Regions from separate parts of the Mus musculus genome. Here regions 1 and 2 are each linked to region 3. Evidence: chromatin contacts called from public promoter capture Hi-C data. All regions are on one chromosome and are shown on one strand. Each heading gives the region's core, a stretch centred on a gene start, on an enhancer-like site or on the middle of the called end of the contact. The rest is flanking DNA. Distances are from core to core; before and after follow the strand shown.

Region 1 (3,367 bases), core at 443-2,942, 500 kb before region 3:
ACAAAGCAAGCTGGGAGATTGGTGGTGGTACACATCTTTAATCACAGCACTAGAGAAGCAGAAGCAGGCACAGCACTAGTTGGAGACTTCAGAACCAGTTACAAGACAGTCAAGGATACACAGAGAAACCCTACTCCGAAAAACTAAAAACAAACAAACAAAACAAAAAAACCAAAACAAGACAAAAACCAATTATCCTGGGCACTGTGACAAGCACTTGTTAGTTGATATAATAGTTTCCCAAGCATGGTCCTGCTGGCCCACACATCTTTACCTATGGGAATGCTCAAGGTCAAAAGATTTATGTCAAACAGCTAGTTGTCACTCAGACTATCATTGAAGCAAAGATCATGTCTTCTCCATTATATCATGCTATTATATGGATAAAGAGAGATTGTGTTGTAGATGATGTAGAGGAATATATCTTGAGACACAATCTCTCACTGAACCTGAAGGTTGCCATTTCAGCTAACCTGGCAGGCCAGAGACTCAAGGGACCCACCTGTTCCCACCCTACTAATGTTTAGGTCACAAGCATGCTGCTGTGTCTGGATTTTATGTGTGTTCTGAAGGCCCCACCTCAGATTCTAATGCTTGTATGACAAGCACATTATCACTTAGGTTATTGTCTCAGGCACTAATTTTTTTAAAAAATGAAAGTGTCCCATATAAGTGATAGTACAGCAAACCACAGCAGTTACATCATTATTCTGGTCTTTGCTCAAAGCTTGATCTTCTAGGTTCATCTGACTACTCTATAGCTAGCCACCCTAGCCACCTCATTTTCCATTTTTTACTCAACTATCTGGCTTTATTTTCTTTCTAGCACTGTTAAATCTGTTATTAATGTATACATTCACTACTCTATATTTGTTGGTCCTTCCCATTAGTGTATAAGGGTATATCACTATTTCTGGAAACACTATGAAACCCCAGGAAGTATGTAAAATACTAACTTTATGAGAACATATAGAAATGTGTTCTTCAAGACATCAAAAATAGTCACAAGCACCAAGGTAGTTGTATTACAAATACAAAAATGGCTCCCTGAGCTCTGTTTTTATAAGAACTTAGTGTGTCACTCAAAAACCTAATATGTCTTTGTTTGGTAAAAGATCTCTCAGCTGCTTAGTTAGTTCATTCCATTTTCTGTACAAAGAACCATCAAAGCAAAGTACTTTGTTTTTCTAAACCCTACTTTTCACCTGTAATTTCACCCCTATAACAGCTTTCACTGATTCCCATGGGACTCTAAGTTAAGCACATTTCAAATGACTTAGGCTCTCATAAGTGTGTTTATCCTAAAAGACACAACTTAACAGTTAAGTAACTTGTCAGATACGTGTTAGTTTCTCCGGGGAGAGTCTCTGTGCTGAGAGGATGGATAGCTCCTGAGTCAGAGCACTGATTCACTTTAGTGTGACAGTAGTTTTGGGTGGGTCTTTCTGATGACCAAGTTATACCATTGTTTGTATTCTAGATTTCAAATTCAAAGACAAGCTTTGTTATTTCCTCTAAGCTACAGATCCTCAGTTGTTACCACACCTGTTAAACAAGTTTTTTTTTTTTTAAATGTCTTTCTGCTATTGTACCAGCCCTTAAAATCTCAAATATCCTTGTAGCTAGCACATTTACCCGAGAACCAATATCAACACGTAAGGAGTTCAGAAGTTCCCTCTGCATTAATATCAGCCACCAGTGTATCAGCACGTTATGTACAGGTAAGTGCCTGTCTAACCTTCTGACAAAATAGAATTTCACAGTCTCCTCCATTTGAGTCTCATTTTAAGGACTGTGGCAAAAATAACTGTGTCTAGGTGGTGAATGTATAGTGATTTCACAGCCCTTTGGAACTTCAGTATGGAGACATATTGTCACAAAGATACATTTGTGTTTGCAATCTCAGGTGTTAAGCCCCAGTTTGAGGGGTGCTTCAAAAGAGGGGCGTGTAACTTCACACTGAGTGGGTGAAAAATGTGACAACCGTGTGACTGTTGTCTAGTAGAGAGAGGCAGTAGCAGAGACATTTTATTTCCTTGTGAGTTAAATACGAAATGGTGCTTAGGAAGGATAATGATAATGGTCTCTGCAGTTGTTTAAAAGTTCAGGCTTTCTACCATAAACTAAAAATATTGTCTTGGATTGCACAGTATTACTACTCCATGGGTGTTATCTATAAAGATGTAAATGTATATCTTACATAAATATTGTTATAAATATATATTATTACATTTATATATTTAGGTCAATGAGAGCCCACAAGACACATCTATATTGGAAATAGCCAGCATTACTCTAAATGTATTACTAGAATGGATATACTCATTTGTGATAGAACATACTAACAGCATCTTTCTTGACTTAGAGGTTTATTGTGTGATTTTGTTGTGTATTAAAGATGTTATTTTATTTATGACCTTAATTTTTCCTAGTTTCAACATTTCTGATGTAAACTAAAAGATCCATTAGGCAGGCAAATTTAAGTTTAAAAAGTCCTGTATGACTGGAATTTTGTTTGTTTGATTTCTGTAAATGGTCATTACCTATATTCTGGTGCATGATAGATTATATCTGCGGAGCATTTCACATTGTTATCGTTCTCCATTATTAGTTTACACCTGCGTGAGGTCTTAGGTTGAGAGAAAGGTAAAAGGATTGAACTACAGTTTCAAAAAATGTGAGTTGCCTAGGCAAGGCTCAAGCCCTGATTCTGGAATCAGCTTCTCAGAGTAAGACACTGAGCCCATTCCGTTCCTGAGCTAGGCAGGATTAGGACATGTGGTTGATTGCACTGGCGGCTTTCAGGAGGCTTTGATGAACTTTTGGATGCATGTAGGTGCTTGAATGATGACTGGTTTCACGGAGTGAAAATAACATCAGATGGATTGCAAAACCCAATGTTATCATTTTCAATGCTTCCTTAGCACTAGGGACAGGCTGTAGACTAGAAAGAAAATCCGGTTTGCAGTCTTGTGAACGTCATCTTGAAGCATCTCTTATGAGATTTTCCTAAAGAATATATGGGGGGATATCAGGAACTGGCTAACAGGGGAACGATTTTTCTCCTGTGCTTGAGAAGTTTCCTTGTGAACATTAGCATTTATTTAATCATCTATGATAGATTATAGTTTGGGATGTTTTTAGGTTCTTGCAAAAGAAAACTAAAACTCAGGAAAAAAAATCTGGACTGTGACATGAAATTATCTAGATGGAAGGTGGGTAGGGAGTGAAATGTAAAACCCTGTGTCCTGTAGTAACTTCAAAGATCAGTAAGCAGCAAGCTGTTTCAATTCCTTTTCTTCAAACGAAAGCCTAAATGAACACTAACAATTTTTGTTTGGCAAAAGTTTAATAAAAGTAAATACTT
Region 2 (3,482 bases), core at 78-2,577, 460 kb before region 3:
GAAGACAATTACTTATTACATTAGTGACAGGAGGTTTAAGGGGCAATTTGAAACATAAGTGAAAATGTTGAGTGAGATTTCTATGTACAAGCCTAGAGCTCAGGAAGATGTCAGGAATGAAAACATCATTTGACAGTCATGAACAGATAACATTTTAAACAAAGGAAGTGGATTAGAATAAATGTGACAAAGAAGAGACATGAACGACAAACTCAAAGAATTCGAAGGATTTCCTAGGTGGACAGAGGTGGAGGATCAGGAAAGGTCTTCGAAATGTTGGGTCATAATGAAAATTTTAAGGTGTTTCATGACTCATCTCTTTCATCTGCCAAGTACTAGTTAAATCACCACCACAAAAGCTACAGTGATAACATAGTAGACCATAGCTTAAGATTATCTTCATTGATAATTATCAACACTTTAAAGCCAAGGTCTACTTATAATTTTTCTCTTGGGATATTTGTTCATTGTCCCTTTGAATTAGATGCAGGATCAAATACTGAAGATGTATCTAACACTTTAATTTATGTCAAGCAAATAACCACTCAGGTTTTTAGATGGTTGGTTCCCATAGTCGTTTGTTTTGTGTCACGGACTGAATTATTCACAAAGCAAAGAAATTTATTGCTCATTGCTATACACAGATGTCTAAAAGCAAAAGTATGGCTGTTGGTAGATTTTCTATGGCCCAGTGGATGGCTCCATTCCTATTCATGCATGGACAGCACTAATTGAACTTAGTGAGTTGTTAAAGAATAAATAAGAAGTGGTTAGGGAGGGGCCATAGTGAGATGATATGAAGGGAATTAAGGAAGATGGGGGGGGGGTTGATCATTTTTCATTGTATAAATGTATTTAATTCTTACAATTAAAGAAAATGATAGACAATAAAATGTAGCCAAATCAAGGTGTTACTTCTGAGGAAGACTTCTTGCTGACGCTGTTTTGGAGTATTTCCAGAAATATTGATACTCCATCTTTGATCAGTTTTTGCTTTTGATGAGCTTAGGGACTGAACAAATTACATAACGCACACATAAAACGAGTCCAGTGTTTCCTATCTATATTTTGAAAGTTGTAAAACCTGACGGGTTATTTGCTATTCTGGAGCCATCTGGCAAAGAGCCATAAATAATGACAGTGGTACTTACAGGCTGGTAGATGAATGTCTCAATTGAGCAGCAGTTGATTGTAGCCTGAACTTATGATTGGCTAAGGAAAGATGACGTGACTTGGCTTCCAGGCAAGAGCCCTTTTGATTGACTCGTAATCCATGGCTGAGTCAGAGGTAAAGGGTTAAGTCTAAGAACAGAAGGGTGTGTGTATGTCTTTGTCTGTTTTGGATCTCAGAAAAAAGATTCCAGTGTCATTTTCAACAACTGCAAACTGAAGAAGCACATGCTATGTGAGGAAGGAACAATTTCAAGGTAATAAACCAAAAGGTATGGCAAATGGTACAGGGATTAGTGCATGCGCTAAAATTCGCTTGTGTTTTCTCTCTTACGCTTCGTGTTAGTTTCTTAGGGCTGTGATTTTAGAAACTCTTAGGATTAGTTTAAAAATGTTGGTGAAAAATTTTTCTGCTCAAATATTAATGAATAATTTTATGCTTTAATTTATTGTTAACAAATTTACTTTCAGTAAATTAAGAAATATCTGGAAACATTTGTATTATCGTATATGAACTGTTTCATTCACTGCTTCTCAAACTTGTCCCATATGCCTCTGAGGAGCCCTGAGACTCTTCATGGGTTGCTGAAGTTGAAACTATTTTACAGAAACAAAAATTCCAGTCTCTACTTTTACTGTATTTGCAAAACCAGCAATTAATAAAAACAATTTTACTGTGTCAGAATCAGAACAGGGACATTAAACAAATATACAAACAAAAATCAAAACCAGCTTCCTGGAGGACTGACTGCTACTCACAAAGCAGTACAGGTTTGAATTTATTAATATTGACCATGGGTTTAGATATTGACGAATGGCCTGGGTGACAAAATGAGAAGCATGTGGGGATATACTAAAGAATATCCTAAAGTACAATGAGTATGCAAAAAATATTGATGAGGTGCAGATATTCAGACTTACATTTATATAAGACAATTTGTTAGAAGTCAGGTAAGTGAGTTTCTCACTTTGATGAGCAATAAGACTTGAACTCTGAAGTAAAAATAAGAAAATTTAAAGCTTGTAAGCTTGACTGTTCCTCGACTTAGAATTTTACAGAATGAATTTGGTTGTGATGTTATAATAGATTTTATATAATGAAATATGTCACTATTTAGAACAGCTTGCATGCCTATGTGAATATTATAAAATCAGGCACAATACAAGAACCAACCATGTATGCAGAACCAGTGAGTTTTAGTATAACACAATAAGGCACCACAATTTATTCTATTAATAACTGTTAAGAAATGAATACCTTTCAAAGTTTAGGGAGAACTGAAGCATGCCCTATTAGTTTGAAAATGAAATCCATTAGTTTTGGGAAAACTTAATTTTAAAAAATGAAAGAGATACTTTAAGTTATTTTGTAGCATGACCTTGAACAAATTAATTGGTACTGTAACTTTCTTGTTTAAATTCCTAATGTAGTAAATGTTGTTGATTCCTAATATAGCAAATAATTCAATGAATTTCAATAGTATAAACATGTCTTAACATCAAATCATGTGAAAAAAAATTAGGCTTAATATTTTACTAAAGAAAAGTCAGGCATAAAAGAACCATGTAATGATAGGGTGTTGATATATCATTCCTACAGCTAGAATCAAAATATATACAAGCCCACAGAAGTGCTGCTGTTCTTTTTCACCCAGTGACTCAACACATCTGGTATTCAGCATCCTGATGATGCATGTGATGACTATGCAGGCCAGAGGGTTCAAAGGCTGTAATGCCGTGTACCAGCAGTGCATTTTAACTGTAATGAATGCTGATGTGCCAACCGGAGGCACTTCACATTTTAGTAATTTCCAAAGTTGGGTTGAAAATCTGTAATAATATATACTCTTAGGGAGCAGAATTATTTTGACCCTTATGACAACCTTTTAAAGATCATTTTGTCATGGAAATATAATTATTTTTAGAATAGAAAAGAATATCAGGAATGATGTCATCTGAATTTCCTCATGACAAAGATGGAATAAGAGATCCAGAGACAGAAAGGAAACACAGCACATTTCATGCTGCTAATTCAGGACTGTGCTGAGTTTCCTCAGTAAAAGCACTCTCCGCTGTCTTTTCCCTATTTATACACTATTGTTGCACACACACACACACTTCTATGTACAGTCTTTAACCTTGAGGACAAATACTGGAGGACTATTTATATCAACTACACAAACCTGAAAAGCAATCATTGAAAGTTTTGCCTACTTCTTCAGCATGCCAGGAGGGTTTTATTTCACTAAATCAATGGTTTTAAGCTGTAAATTAGAGATTGGCAAGTATGTTGTTGAAAGTCAAGTTTGGAA
Region 3 (3,713 bases), core at 1,159-3,658:
TCCTTTACAAAAGAATTACCTCTGGGTTAAACAGTTAGCTTTCAACCAGTTCAAATTTTAGAACGTCCTTGGGAAAAGATCTTGCTCAAAATTCAGGAACATATGTATTAATGTGCTGACTTGACATTAGTAATCAATTTTTAATTGTGAAATGGGTGGTCCAGTCTCTCAGAACACCAGGCTAGGAACAACACTGAATTCTAGCCCTGGTTGTATGAAAAAAAATGATATGAATTTATTTGAGCCATTTAATCTCTGAGTCGTCTTCTGTAAGTCAAAGAAATTATATATTGAGCATCTTTACTGTGCTATTATTTAATAGTTCAGAAGTATGAAATAAGAGAAATAGACTTGGATATGTTCTGTTATTATAGAAACAATATGATTGTTGGTTATATATAATTTATAATGTAAACATTTTGATTTACAGAATTTGCACAGGCATATGTGTTTCAGGAAAATACACATCACAGTATTCACCTACAAAATTTGGTAATATCAGCTCATCGTAAATGTTTCCTGTTATCCTGGAATGGATTCTGAGGGGAATGGTTAGCAGAAAAACCTGTGGTATCTTAGTAAAATGTATGGATTTAAGTATCACACAAATATCAATTTCTAAGTCATGAAAAATGCACCCAAATACAAAATGGGCAAGTTATTTGAAGAATTCAGATAAATTCTCTATTATCTTTCTAAATTTTCTGTAAATCTGAAATTATTCAGAAACAAATGTTTGCAAGTAGAATGATTACATGCAGCGTTAGGATGCAGCTCAGCACAGACAGAGACAAGAAGACAAGAGACAGCTAACACCAGGGTTGAGAACGAATAGGAGTGGACATGACAGGCATTGAGCCATACTAGTAGTATTAGTATTTTACTTTTTTTAAATCTTTTTTTTTTTTTTTTTTTTTTTTAACAGTCCAGTCCCCCTCCAGGTCTGCCCTCTGGCAGTTCCTCATCCCATTCCTCCTCCTCCTCCTCCTCCTTTTCCCTCTTCGAGAGGATGCCCCTCCCCCACCCTTCCCCACCAGACCTCCTCACTCCCTGGGGCCTCAAGTCTCTCACTCAGACCAGACCTGGCAGTCCTCTGCTGTACATGTGTCAAGGGCCTCAAGCTAGTGTATGCTGCCTGGTTGGGAGCCACATTTTTTTTTTTTTTTTCAATCAAGCCATACAACAGGGACAGATAGTTTTTAAGTTAGAAAAGTTTCCCTTAAATCCATGGTCTCCTTGGACTAAGGAAATAAAAATTTATTTTCCCTAATAGCAGTAACAGATACAGAAAAAGTCAAGACACAAAGCTAGTAAAAAATATAAAAACATGCTTTAACATACAGCAAAGTTCCTCTGCCCGGAGAAGCTACTGTGTTCTCACTGATAATGCTGTGACTCTTTCATACAACTTCTCGTGCTGTGGTGACCACCAACCCTAAAATCATTTTTGTGATTTCAAGACAATTTTGAAGTAAAACCTGTTATACTTTACAGAACGCTGCCCTATGTCTATAATCAAACACGGATTTTTAAAATTGGGCTAGTGTTTCGTCAAACACATCACCAGTTAGAAAGATTCTTAATAGCTGGGCGTGGTGGCACACACTTAATCCCAGCACTTGGGAGGAAGAGGCAGAGGCAGGCAGATTTCTGAGTTCGAGGCCAGCCTGGTCTACAGAGTGAGCTCCAGGACAGCCAGGGCTGCACAAAGAAACCCTGTCTCGAAAAAAAACAACAACAAAGATTCTTAATTGTACTGTGTGTACACAATTGTTTTCTAAAAATGGTAAAATGAGAATGAATGAAAAAAAAGAATTAGATGAGAAATCGGCAATCAGAGAACTGGTAATATGAGTTACTGGCTGTATGTCTTTGATCATATCATTTGAGTTCCTTGTTTTTCCTCCCTTAAAATGAAAGTGCCAAATTTTACAGCTCTTTTTAGTCACTTGACTACAGAGATCAGTAATAGATGTTCAAAACAATTTAAATGGAATCTTTAAGTGGAATCCCAGCCTGGAAATGTCCTCTTTTTGTTGTTGTTGTTCAGAAAAGCGATCTCCTCAAGGCACTGTAACAGTTCTGGATTTGCAAGGCAACAGCATCTGGTAGCTGTCGAGCCCCCTGGAGCGGTACGCTCTCACAGCCGGAAGTGACGCGTTTTGGTTCCGCGTTTGCCCTCAGCGCTCAGCAGCCTTCACGTAGGCACTCCCCTCACCTGCAAGGAAGCGCGCCCCGTTGCCCCGCCCCAACCGGAAGTCAGGTGTCCCAGGGGCTGACTGGAAACCCTGTCCTGGGCGTACTTTTCCCCAGCTCCTCCCCCTGGTGACGTCGCCGCCCGCCCCTTGACCCTCGCGGCCCCGCCCCCTCGCCTGCCTCCCCGCCTCGCTGCAGTCAGTCTGTCGGAAGGCGATGGAGCGGTCCGAGCCGTTGGCTGTGCTTTCCTGTGAAGAGGCGTCCTGCTCCTCCTGGGGAGCCTGCGGGTGAGAGGCCTGGCCCGGGGCAGGCTGGGCGGGAAGGAGCGGAGGAACGCCGACGCGGGCTCCGTTCTCGCGTTCCGGCGGCTCGGAGCGCGCGGAGGCCACGGGGCCGCGCGGAGCCACAGGGAGCTAGCGAGGTGGCGAACGAGCGAGCGAGCCGGCGGGCGGTGGGTGTGGCGGCGTGGGCGCTGCCCTCGCTGCTCCAGCTCCGCTCCTCTGAGGAGACCGGCTCTTCCCGGGTCGGGTCCAGCATCCTTCCCTCAGGTCACTACTTCTGAGCGGCCAGTCATTCAGGAGAGGGTTGTGGCCCCTGTTGCTTGGCACACTTCCTTCAGCGCCACGGAGCACTATCCTCCTCCAGCCGTGCTCCTTAGGAAAACTGTTCTTGAGAGCTCAAGTCAGGATGAATCCGTTGCAGTGTGGACACCCCGAGAATCCTCTCTGTTTACTACGGGGGTGTTGGAGCGCGGGGCGGGGCCCAAGGTTCCTAGGATTATTTCCCGCTGAGGATCTTGGAGTTTTTCTTTCTCAGCCTGCAAAAATTCCGGGGTTGGGGTCCTGGTATACTCTCTCCAGTGTTTGCGTTAGTTCTCTTTTGGTCATCTTACAGTTAAGAAAGCCCCGCTTGTATCCTACCCAGTATATGACTATTACATACCAAATATAGAAGTGATGGATTTCTTACGTTACTAGCTTTACATTGCACATTGAGACATATACTTCAAGGACTGGATGGAAGTATTGTCTGCCCTGGCCAATGCTGCCAAAATCGACTTAAGAAATATTATTGAATACAAATATCTGCCCCTTAGTTGCTCTTACAGATGATTTGTTATTGTTGTTGTTGTTGTTGTTGTTGTTATTATTATTATTATTATTATTATATTGATTCTGAGGCTGGCTCCAAGTTTGCCAAAGATGGCTTCCTCCCTCCTCGTCTGAATTTCTGAGATTACAAGTATGTGCAATCAGGCGTGACTGTTTTTGAACATATTCTCGAAACAATCATTGAGACAGAGCTTTTTAAGTGTTGGCCATAGCCATTAAGCGGCTGAGCATAACCCCGTTCTCATTTTTAGTCAGAACTTTAATCCACCTAAGTCATTGTGTGTAACATAGAATAGCAAGTGCAATAAAGTGTGTAAAATAGAAACAAAATGATAGGATACTACAGGTTTATATATAGTTTTAGTATATGTTGTGTGAATATGCTGACTTTATTATATGAGGTGC

The links. Promoter capture Hi-C pulls out the DNA fragments that hold promoters and counts their contacts.
Region 1: a contact with region 3 is called in a promoter capture Hi-C map of 3T3-L1-derived adipocytes, with 2.5 times the contacts expected there. The contact joins the promoter of Tmprss11b here to the promoter of Uba6 in region 3. A contact is called at or near these places in 6 of 39 promoter capture datasets (the 3T3-L1 cell line, 3T3-L1-derived adipocytes, the SN4741 cell line and 3 more) and 4 of 484 Hi-C or Micro-C datasets (3T3-L1-derived adipocytes, the STO cell line, cortical neurons and 1 more).
Region 2: a contact with region 3 is called in a promoter capture Hi-C map of the SN4741 cell line, with 3 times the contacts expected there. The contact joins the promoter of Tmprss11f here to the promoter of Uba6 in region 3. A contact is called at or near these places in 4 of 39 promoter capture datasets (the 3T3-L1 cell line, 3T3-L1-derived adipocytes, the SN4741 cell line and 1 more) and 3 of 484 Hi-C or Micro-C datasets (adipose-derived mesenchymal stem cells, differentiating embryonic stem cells and forebrain).

Annotation. Positions count from the first base shown.
Region 1 is chr5:86,674,623-86,677,989 of GRCm38.p6, reverse strand. Tmprss11b (transmembrane protease, serine 11B) reads left to right here and starts at 1,692. Exons shown (of 10, transcript NM_177024.4): 1 at 1,692-1,721. The coding sequence starts at 1,714.
Region 2 is chr5:86,630,269-86,633,750 of GRCm38.p6, reverse strand. It overlaps Tmprss11f (transmembrane protease, serine 11f), which reads left to right and starts at 1,327. Exons shown (of 11, transcript NM_178730.3): 1 at 1,327-1,427.
Region 3 is chr5:86,171,438-86,175,150 of GRCm38.p6, reverse strand. Uba6 (ubiquitin-like modifier activating enzyme 6) reads left to right here and starts at 2,408. Exons shown (of 33, transcript NM_172712.2): 1 at 2,408-2,483. The coding sequence starts at 2,413.